3 separate regions of the Mus musculus genome follow, and all the other regions are linked to region 1. A link is a contact called in public HiChIP or PLAC-seq and promoter capture Hi-C data. All regions are on one chromosome and are shown on one strand. The core of a region is the stretch at or near the end of the contact, and the rest is flanking DNA. Distances in the headings are between cores, read along the strand shown. Region 1 holds the start of Sqle (squalene epoxidase). Region 2 overlaps Fer1l6 (fer-1-like 6 (C. elegans)). Region 3 has its middle 42 kb from the start of Gm36819.

Region 1 (3,393 bases), core at 449-2,948:
TTGCATTGTCTTGGCCAAAATCAGAATAACAAGAAGGATCCTGAGTTCTGTTTTTCAATGTGGACAGTCTTTTCCCTGAGTTAATTCCGTGTTTTACCTTCGGACACAATTCCTTAGCTTCAGGAGTGACAGTTTTAGTTTGCCTCTTTGTATGCCTGACATGTGGAACTGACCACCAAGATCTCATCCTATGTTCTGTGCAAATGCTGCTTTTTGAGAGTATTAGATACATCTCATTTTCTCCTACTAGTGCCCAAAGGTGGGAGACATTTGGCAAGGTTAAGACTCATTTAAGTTGCCTAGAATTTCAGCTTATTGTTGGTTGGACTTAGGAACATGGAGAGACCCTCATTAGGAATGTGGTGTTAGGGCCAGAGAGATGACTCAGCTGTTAAGAGCAATGGCTTCTATGAGAGGTCCACAGTTCAAGTCCTAGTGCTCGAATGGCTGCTTACAACTGTTACTGTAGTCCCATGGGATCCAGTGCCTTCTTCTAAAGTGCAGCCATACATGTAGACAAAATACATAAGTAAACAAATCGAAAGGAAGGAAGAAATGTGGAGCTAGATAGAGTTGGCTGTGCCTGCTGCAAAGGGTTGGTAGGATACAGTTCTGTGAGACTTACTTCTTTCATTATTAAAGGATAAACGGGTTAAACAACTGTACCTGTTTGAATGACTTAAAAAAAAATCGCAGAAACTAATAAAGATATCTGAGAAGTGTTTAGGGTGAGACCTAAACCATAGATAACTAAGAACTCAACGAAAGCTTGATAATTAAATGGTACTGTCGAGTCTGAAATTCGGTTACATGACAGTAGCTGTGGATAGTATAAAATGATGTTGTTAGTCTCATGAACGACGGCAGATAAACTGCTCGGTTACTTCTGTAACAGAAAGGTAATGCCATTCTTGCAAGACTGCTGTAAGGGTTGAATGAATGTTTGCAACGCTCTGGCATAGTGCTTAAAACATAAAATGATCTTATTAAACAGTTTTGGGATTGCTGTTGATTAGGACATTTTTTTTTTTTTTCCTTTCTCATTCTTTCTTTAACCCGAGAAGGATTTCACTGTGTATCTCTGACTGGTCTGGAACACGCTATGCAGATCAAGCTGGCCTCAAACTCACAGAGATCCTCTTGCATCCCGAGTTCTGGGATTAAAGGCGTGATCCATCTCCACCTACTGACTTCTCTCATTTTCTTTAGTCCTCGTCCACTAATTATGGCAGGTTCGCCGGCGTGTCACGTCCTCCTCGCCTTTCTAGCCCGTGATCATCCAGTCCGCCCGGATGACTCCTGTAGCTCTCTTGCGTTTGAGCCACCAGGAGCCACCAAGAGTTCCTCCAGAGCGAGCTCCACCCTCCGCAGGTGGGGCCTGAGGACCCCGCGGCGGCCAGGCCGAGCGGGCACCGCCCCATTCACCCACCGGCCCCGCGCCCACCCCACGCACCCGCCCCGCACCACGCAACATCGCCCTAGCGCCTCTGCGACTGGCGCCGCGCGGAGTGCGCCGCCCGCCATTGGACAAACGCTCTATAGCGCCATCTCAGCCTACCGCGCGGTGCGCGCTCTCATTGGTTCGGACGGCGTGGGAGGCGGGGTCCGCTCAAGGGGCGGTGCCGGGCCGGAGCCCCGCCTCCCGGTCCCTGGGCTGGGCCGAGCCCGCCGGGCGGCTGAAGCGCGTGGGGCCGGGTTGCGAGCGGGGCGCGCAGCGGTTACTCTGGTTACTGTCCGCGAGGGATGCTGGGGACCCGGCGGGCAGGAGCCTTCGCCTCGCTCTGAAGGACGCTCATCCGAGACAGCCATTCACTCTCGAGGAAGGCAAGTGTCGGTCGGACAGGTTCCCGGCCGTGACTTCGGGGCTTGCTTGAGGAGGAATCTCCAAGGGAGGGCTGAGCTGCCAGGCTGCCGCCGCGCTTCGGGACGCCGTGGCCATCTTTTGTTGGAGAAGGCTGCCGGGGCAGTGTTGCTAAGGGCAGCTTTCCCAGCACCCAGATCCTTCTACGCTCCCGACTCCTTCCTACCGAGCACCTGCTGCTGGTGACAAAAGACCGTTTACAGCCAGGCGAGCGGACATCGAAGTATACAGCCACATTCGCACCCCTCAGCCCAATAGAGAGGCCCGTGTCCATCAGTTGGCTGAATGAAGAAGTGTGTAATCAGGAGCCGTTGGGGTAGGCAGGCTTTAAATGCTGCCTTTTAAGATCTGGACAACTTAAGATACATTTGCACTCTCAATGATTTCAAAAATTGATCACATCTGACTCGTGATCCTGAAACTATTTATTGGAAGAAGTTCGACCGGTTGCCCCGAACCCCTTTGAGAACTACATTTTGGGGACATTTTAATCACTGAAGACCTTCCGAGGAAAAAAGACCCCCCCAAGAGACCCCCAAAACACAAAATCCTCAGCCTTGGCTGGTGCCACCAAAGAAGCCTTTTGAGCCATGTGGACTTTTCTTGGCATTGCTACCTTCACCTATTTTTATAAGAAATGCGGGGATGTCACCCTGGCCAACAAGGAGCTCCTGCTGTGCGTGCTGGTGTTCCTGTCGCTGGGCCTGGTGCTCTCCTACCGCTGTCGCCATCGACACGGGGGCCTCCTTGGCCGCCATCAGAGCGGCGCCCAGTTCGCTGCCTTCTCGGATATTCTCTCTGCTTTGCCTCTTATTGGCTTCTTCTGGGCCAAGTCACCTGAATCAGAAAAGAAAGAACAGCTGGAGTCCAAGAAGGTATGCCTGATGCCACAGTGGGCAAATGAATGGGATCGTATTTTAAACTTCAGATCGAGGTCACTGAAGTTTATGGTTTCTTTAAAAGTCACGAAAGTGGTGGCTTAGAAGCGTCAGTGTTCTCATTTGATTGCGTTTCTTAAAGTTCTGGACTGTGTTGTGGCTGTGCTCTTAGGGAAGATGAAAAGCATTTGTTGTGTGAACCTCAGGGATTGGGTGTTGATTTTGGTAGGAAATGTTAGAATTTCATTTGGGAGACAGACTCACTGTGGCTTTTAATTTAAAATCCCTGGGTAAGGATGATTTTTGTTCCTGACAAGGGAGAATTTGTGTGGCAGGTAAGGCTACTTATAAATGTGATGGCAGACAGTGGAAAGTGACAGCAATTTGAAAAGCAATAAAGATGCCTAACACTTTAAAGTTTTGGGCAGAAATCCGTCCCCCACTATCTATTGAAGCAATTAGTCAGCGCAGTCCGCTCCTAAGTTGAGTCAGAGCTGAATGACAGGCTTACGTTAGAGACTGGATCTTTAAATATTTGTGGTGCCATTAATTACTTCGAGGGAATGATGGGGCCAGTGGTAGGTGATGAGAGAGGAACAGGGCGGCAAGTCAGATCACGTAGGACCTACTAGCCAGGGATATGTGAACTTTTCC
Region 2 (3,393 bases), core at 379-2,878, 740 kb before region 1:
GGCCAGCTGGAGCAGTGATCTGTCCCTGTGCCTGCTGGAGAGACCTTCTCTTACTGGAGAGACCTTCTCTTACATGAAAACATTTCCCCTCCCCCACTCCTCCTCTCTCTCCAACACCCACTCACCCTTTAAAAACATGATATCATCTTTGGGTACTCACACTTCTCTTAGAGAAGAAGCAGTTTTGAGAAGGTTCCTAATATTTTGTGTGTGTGTGTGGAAATAAAATCTGATTACCAAATGACACATCCAGAATGATAATTTATCAAGTCTCCATGGCGAATTTTGGTAGGCGGTATACACTAAGCTGTTAAAAGCGGGGATAACTCAGAAAGCCAAAGTATTTTGCTGCTAAGCCCGATCACCTGACTTTGGTCTTTGGGATGCACAGGTGGAAGGAGAGATCCCAGCACCTGCATGTTGTCCTCCGACTGCCACACTTACTCATAGATATATGTACCCACACAAAATAATGTGATAAAATTAAAATAGGTAAAAAAAAATGGCTATAAATAAAATTAAAAATAAATTAATAAAATTAAAACCTTCAGAGGATTTTTTTTCCTTAACCATCTTTGTTGACTTGCAACTTGTGTACGTTTTATGAACAGGAAAATAAGAATTCTTGACTTTGTCAATCAGTTTTCTTGTTCTCCATGGGTTGTTCTTTCTGTCTTTATCTTGAGATCTTAGCTCCTTGCTGTGAGAGGGTGTGGGTATGCCAAGCTGACTGATCCTAGCTCCTTGCTGTGAGAGAATGTGGGGTATGCTAAGCTGACTGATCCCACTCACTGACATTCAGCCCATTGCTCTTGTCTCTGAAGGTAACTTTGGGAACCTGATTGATGGAGGGTCTCATCATGGAAGTAAGAAAAAATCGACTGAGCTGACTGAAGAGGACGTCCTTCCTTTGCTGCACGAAGGAGAAAAAGATGTGGCCCAGGACAGTGCCATTTCCATGGCCTCCACCACTCACCCAGAGAAGCCTCTGGTGACAGACGGGAACAGGTAGGAGGAGACAGGGCAGGTGAGAGCAAAGTTTCTGCTGGGTGACAATTTTTGCCAATTCCTGGGACGGTTTCATCCAGCTTTCAGTAAGATAAGAAACACAAATTCATCTCAGTGCTGGAACCAGCTGCAAACAGGAAAAGCATTGTAACTACCACTCTAGTAAGTCCTTAGCCCCCCCCCCCCCCAGAGACACGCCCAGGGAATTCATCTAAAGGCAGAGCAGCCATGATGCTCTGTTAGACCTGAGAGAAAACTATTTCCACAAGTGTCAGGTTAAAGCAGTCCAGACATTTCCCTAGGAACTGACTTCCCAGTCTGTCTCCTTGGCCACTGCTCCTCTTTCCAGATCGGGCAGATTAGATGTCCCCATCTGGGCAGCTTGTCACCAGACTCATTTGTTTCCCAGCTTGCCACCTCTAGACAGATCCCTCCACTCCCAGTCTTCCAACCCACTGTTGGAGATTGTCAGTTGTTTTCTTCCATATTTTAAAGATTTCTTTTATTTTAAGTTATATGCATATGTGGGGGTGGGAGTGGGGGTGGGGGAGCTATGTTCATGCGTGAGTGTGCCTGCTGAATCCAGGATAGTGTGTCAGATCCCCTGTAGCAGGAGTGATGGCTGTGAGTCACCCCACAGGGATGCTTGGAATAGAGCTCTGGTTCTCTGTATAGTGGTACACCCTCATAACTGCTGAGCTATCTCTCCAGCCCCAGGTCTACTTTTCCTTCCTGTCCAAAGCCAGTAAGTGACAAGTTCTGGCCAGTATAAATCTTAGGTATTTTTTGTGTCCTTAATTCTGGCCTTGTATGTCTTGTTACTAAGAGAAAAATACCTGATAAAAGCAACTAGAGGCACAAGGTTTATTTCCCCTTATATTTCGTGGAGATACAGTCCACCATGATGAAGCAGGATTGGAAGCTGGTCGCATCATGTTTACTGTCAGGTAGGAGAGAGAGAGGACAGGAAGGGAGTCAAGCAATAAATCCAGTGACCACTTCCTTCAGTGAGGTTCTGCCTCCCAAAAGGTCTCCAACCTTCCTAAACAGTGCAGGTATCTGGTGACCATGTGTTCAAATACACATACACACACATGCACAGACACATATACACATGCACATACACACACACAGATACCCACATGCACACACAGACCCATAGCATATACATATACACACATGCACACACAGACCCATAGCATATACAGACATGCACACACAGACCCATAGCACATACATATACACACACATATACACACATGCACACACACACACACCACCACCACATTCCTGGGGGCTCCACATCTTTGCTGCTTGGCTATACCTCTTAGTCCTTCCTAGCCAAACAAGGCACCAGTGCCTGGTAAGAATAAGTATTGAATGGATGAGTGGACAAACGGATAAAAGAATGGTATCAAGCTACCAAGTACTGATTTAGATTGGTATATATGCCTTTATCCCCATTGGTCATATAATTTACTTTTCTCCAAAAAATTTTACTCTCATCTGTTATACCAGCAGGTCAATACAATGTGCTCAGAATGCACATATTTAAAAAGGAATCTTGCTCTTTTTTCTTTATCAACTTAAGTCTTCATTGAGGAAGGTTTTTTTCCAACATACTCTACACACTAATGGTAATTTTAAAACTTTGTCCTATGTCTGGGGGGAACTCCTTTTGTTTGTTTGGTTGGTTTTATTTTGAGAGTTTCAAATGCAGCCCAGGCTGTCCTTGAATTTACTTTGTTGCTGAGGATGGCTTTGAATTCTCCTCCTGCCTCTCATTTCAAGTGCTAGAATCAGATGTGTGTCGCCATCTTGATTTATTGGTAACTCTTAATCATTTCCATGGTAACCACATAACCGGCGTTCACTGTTCACAGGTCTCCAATTATAGACTAAGGATGGGATTAGTAGTTTTATCATACCCTCTCTTCTGCAGCCCTACAGAACACATGAAACGTGAACAAATCGGAATTCCTTGAAAACCACTCCTTATCTACTGACTTCTGCACCCAATGTACCTTTTACAGAAATTACAACTATTTGCCCTTTGGTGCCAAGAAGCCCTGTGTCTCCTTCATCAGTTCCTGGGGAGACCAGACATTCAGACTGCACTGGTCCAACATGCTGGAAAAAATGGCTGACCTCTTGGTAGGTGGCTTCATAGATAGAATGGGAAACTGGGGACAAAGATATGCCTTTTTATTCAACCAGGGTCTTGACCTCAGGTTAAGTAACACTGAATTGGGGACTACTGCATTTCAAAGCTTCTACCATGTGGACCCAGAGGAATGAGAATGTTTTGTAAAACCCCTGGAATTCAAATCAAACTACCCAAATCAGAATCCAAACTAACCAAATCTGCCGTTTAGTCTTACAATA
Region 3 (3,393 bases), core at 389-2,888, 550 kb after region 1:
TTAACCCAGAAATGTTCCTGTCCAAAGGAAAGACAGGGCCAAAAAAAACCAAAACAAAACAAAAAAACAAAACAAACAAAACAAACCAAACAAACAAACAAAAAAACCCCAACCCAACCCAAACCAAACCAAAAAACCAAAAAAACCCAAAAAACCAAAAAGCCAAAAATGGAACAGACACTGAAGAAAGGGCCATCTGGGGACTACCCCATGAGGGGATCCATCCTGTCTGCAGACACCAAGCTCAAGACACTGTTGCTGGTGCCAAGAGGCACTTGTTTGACAGGAGCCTGGTGTGGCTGTTCCCTGGGAGGTTCAGCCAAGAACTGGCCAATGCAGAAGTGGATGCTTGGAACCAACCATCAGACTGAGCCAACCACTGAGCTGTCCCAGTGAGTTTGCTGGTGGAAGGACTGGAGGGGTGGAGAGGGATTGCAACCCCATAGGAAGAAGAGTGTTGGCTGGCTGGACCACCCAGTAATCCCAGGGACTAGACCACCAGCCAAGGAGTGTACAGGGAGGGATCCATGACTCCAGATACATATGTAACAGAGGATGGCCTTGTCTGACATCAATGGGCGGGGAGGCCCTTGGGCCTGTGGAAGTTTGATGTTCCAGCATAGGGGAATGCTGGAGTGGTCGGGCAAGAGTAGGTGAGGAGCACCCTCATAGAGGCAAAGGAGAGGCAGGAGAGGGTGGATGTGGGAGGGGCATTTGTGGAGGGGTAGCTGGGAAGTGGGATATCATTTGAAATGCAGACAAATAGAATAATTAATAAAAATAAAAAGACTTGAGTATTCACAGAAATGACCCTGGAAAATCCATGGATCCCAATGGATTAACAAGGTAGGTGCTTCACAGGGTCAAGAACTAATTATTGATGCCTTTATAATGTCGTTCTATTGTGAAGGTGAGAAAGCTTCTCCATCTTGTCCCAGCTGAAGCCATCTTTGGCTCCCTCACCCCCTGCTATTAGAAGTCCCGTGGGAAAGCACCCAACCTTGTTTTAGAAACTCGGGGTTGAAATGCCCTAGCTAACGGCATGCTCTTGACTCTTGGTAAACTGCTTGTTAAACTTGCTTCCCTGCTGGCAAACCAGGATATAGTTTTTCTGTGTTCTTTAATTTTGAAAGCTCCCTGCAATGCGCTTTCAGGGCTGCCTTTTGGGAAGCGTTTCTCTTCAGGCCGTCCCCAGCCTGCTCAATACAGACTCCCAATTCAAATTTTGGTCATGCCGGGTGAGTGGTCCTTGGGTCTTTACCAGGTAACACTATTACTAAAATACCATTGAACAGCGACTGTACCAGTAATAGCTGTGTTAGTAGCAGTGCTTGTCACATGATGAGAATTGGGTAAGCCAGGGGCTATGGCTGGTGAGACTAAGTGGTAAACTCTACATTCCGTTGCTAACATCCCTTCATTCTCGGTGGCTGAACAGTTACTTAAGCTTTGATGCGAATCGTGTTGTTATGGGGAGCGTGTCTTCTCAACAAACAGCGACTTGAGGACCCTTCCATTTTGTGAACGTCGTTAACTAAGGAGCTGTTGAAGTCATCGTGGAAGGGGAAGAGAGAGTGTGGCAATAGGTCAGAGGCTGTGACAGCACCCATCGGTCAGCATCCTACTGAACTAACTGCAAGGGAGATCCAGAGATGTGGTCTCGCGTGCTTGGGGAAAAGAGGAAACAGGCTTGGGGAGCGTCTAGAAGCTTCTGCCATTGTGCAAGCAGTAGAGGGAGATTGTACGCTTGGAAGTCTAACTGGAAGTCATAGACTGGAGGGGCGTGCTGGCAAACAGGGTGGAAATCAGGGGAGGTAGTTAGCCGGTACCAGCCAAAGCTAATCTCAGGTCAGCAGTGCAGTGTTTGTGCTCTTAGCTCTCTCATCCTTGGGGGTTGCGCTGCTTACACTGAGAAGGCATCTGAGAATCTGACAATTGGTAAAGGGCTAGAGGCAGACATTTATAAGAAAGGAAATAACTTGAGAGAAAACGTGTGGATAGTGCGGACCACCGCAGTTAAGAACTCTTTTTTCCCCCCGCGTAGCCCTATTTGTCTCCCCCTGGTGGCCATTATAAGCAACCATAGTTCCCTTCCCGGAGCTTAGCTGCTTGAGCAAGATCAAGTTATTCATCTCCTCAGTCACCCGAGCATCCTTGATGTCAGACTCCCAGCAGTTGACAGTTCTAACAGCAGCTCTTGGTGATGGTTTCTGAGGAGCAACAGTGATGTAAAAACCCAGCATAGAAACTCAGGAGACTCATTTGACTGCCTTCTGTCCATCTAGAGCAGTGGTTCTCACCCTTCCTAGTGCTGTGACCGTCAATTCAGCTCCTCATGTTGTGCTGATCCCAACCACAACATTATTTGTGTCGCTACTTTGTAGCTGTAATTTTCTACTGTTATGACTTGTAATGTGCAGGATATCTGGTGTGCGACCCCTGTGAAAGGGATGTTCGGTCCCCACAGGGCTTGCCACCCATAGGTTGAGAACTACTGATCTAAATTTTTCAGAATTCAGAACTTTTCCTTCAGTGACGCTGACAGATGCCCTTCACCTTTCTGTGTGATTTTTTTGGGGGGGGGGGAACAAATCATCTAAGGATGGAGACGTTTGCACTTTCTAGGTGCCTTTGTTGACGCCCCACAACCTTAATCACCTCATCATATGGGTGTGCACTAAAACAGGGAGGCCAAGTTTTCAGATGAGGAAACTGAGGTCCAGAGAGCCTATGTGACTTGTTGAAGGTGCCATTGCTCTTAACGTGTCAGAGCTTGTGCTAGTGCGATGGCCACAAGACGCTTTCTTTCTTCACACGGTGTTGTACCAATCATAACCACAGCTGTGAGGGAGGTGTTTTAAGGTCCTCTCAGCCATTCTGGCCCAGATGGCCTATGGTGTTCACACTAGTGATCTCTGGTGTGGTGGAGAAAGCACACATCGAGCGACTGCATCTTTTAAGTACTTAGATTTTTGATATGTCACTCTTGCCTTGCCAGATCTTCTTCTTTTATTTTTGCACAATGTGTTTAATCATCATGTACCACTGTGGGCATTTTCTAGGCTAAATTTAGATGACTGAAGTCCCCGCCCAGAACCCTCACCATCCTTTAAATAACCTAGATTATTTTGAAAAGTTCCAGCCAGGCTCCTGGCTTTGGGGGAACAAATAAAAAAAGATATGGGCTGTGTCCTTGATTGGGAGAAAGCCGACCTGTAGGGCAGTTGGGAAAAGCGCTGGATCGGGGGTGGGGTGGGGGTGGGGCTAGTGGGGTAGAGTGGAGTTGGGTGGGCGGGAGCGGAGCCGAGCGGGGCGCTGAAAACCTTGTTGAGACATCAAGACCAGTCCTGATGTAGAGAAAAGAGGAAAAGTTTCCGTGGTGAATTCAGTTGC

The links. Promoter capture Hi-C pulls out the DNA fragments that hold promoters and counts their contacts. HiChIP or PLAC-seq counts read pairs in DNA pulled down with a chosen protein or histone mark.
Region 2: a contact with region 1 is called in a CTCF HiChIP or PLAC-seq map of the NIH/3T3 cell line, with 5 read pairs. The contact joins the enhancer-like site here to the promoter of Sqle in region 1.
Region 3: a contact with region 1 is called in a promoter capture Hi-C map of neutrophils, with 4 times the contacts expected there. The contact joins the enhancer-like site here to the promoter of Sqle in region 1. A contact is called at or near these places in 2 of 39 promoter capture datasets (neutrophils and pre-B cells), 3 of 115 datasets of contacts at active chromatin or transcription factors (bone marrow-derived macrophages, large pre-B cells and pro-B cells) and 1 of 9 other capture datasets (pancreatic islet).

Annotation. Positions count from the first base shown.
Region 1 is chr15:59,313,394-59,316,786 of GRCm38.p6, forward strand. It overlaps Sqle (squalene epoxidase), which reads left to right and starts at 1,699. Exons shown (of 11, transcript NM_009270.3): 1 at 1,699-2,736. The coding sequence starts at 2,452.
Region 2 is chr15:58,570,548-58,573,940 of GRCm38.p6, forward strand. Fer1l6 (fer-1-like 6 (C. elegans)) reads left to right here. Exons shown (of 41, transcript NM_001370912.1): 13 at 825-1,008; 14 at 3,042-3,162. Among named protein-coding and RNA genes, the nearest start is that of Gm36451, 25 kb to the right of the region's middle. Within about 2 kb of position 1,629, at least 15 of the 459 cell types and tissues checked have an H3K27ac peak or open chromatin away from gene starts, as enhancers often do. A contact at or near this core is called in the NIH/3T3 cell line, where this site is marked.
Region 3 is chr15:59,863,228-59,866,620 of GRCm38.p6, forward strand. No RefSeq gene overlaps it. Among named protein-coding and RNA genes, the nearest start is that of Gm36819, 42 kb to the left of the region's middle. Within about 2 kb of position 1,639, at least 47 of the 459 cell types and tissues checked have an H3K27ac peak or open chromatin away from gene starts, as enhancers often do. A contact at or near this core is called in bone marrow-derived macrophages and neutrophils, where this site is marked.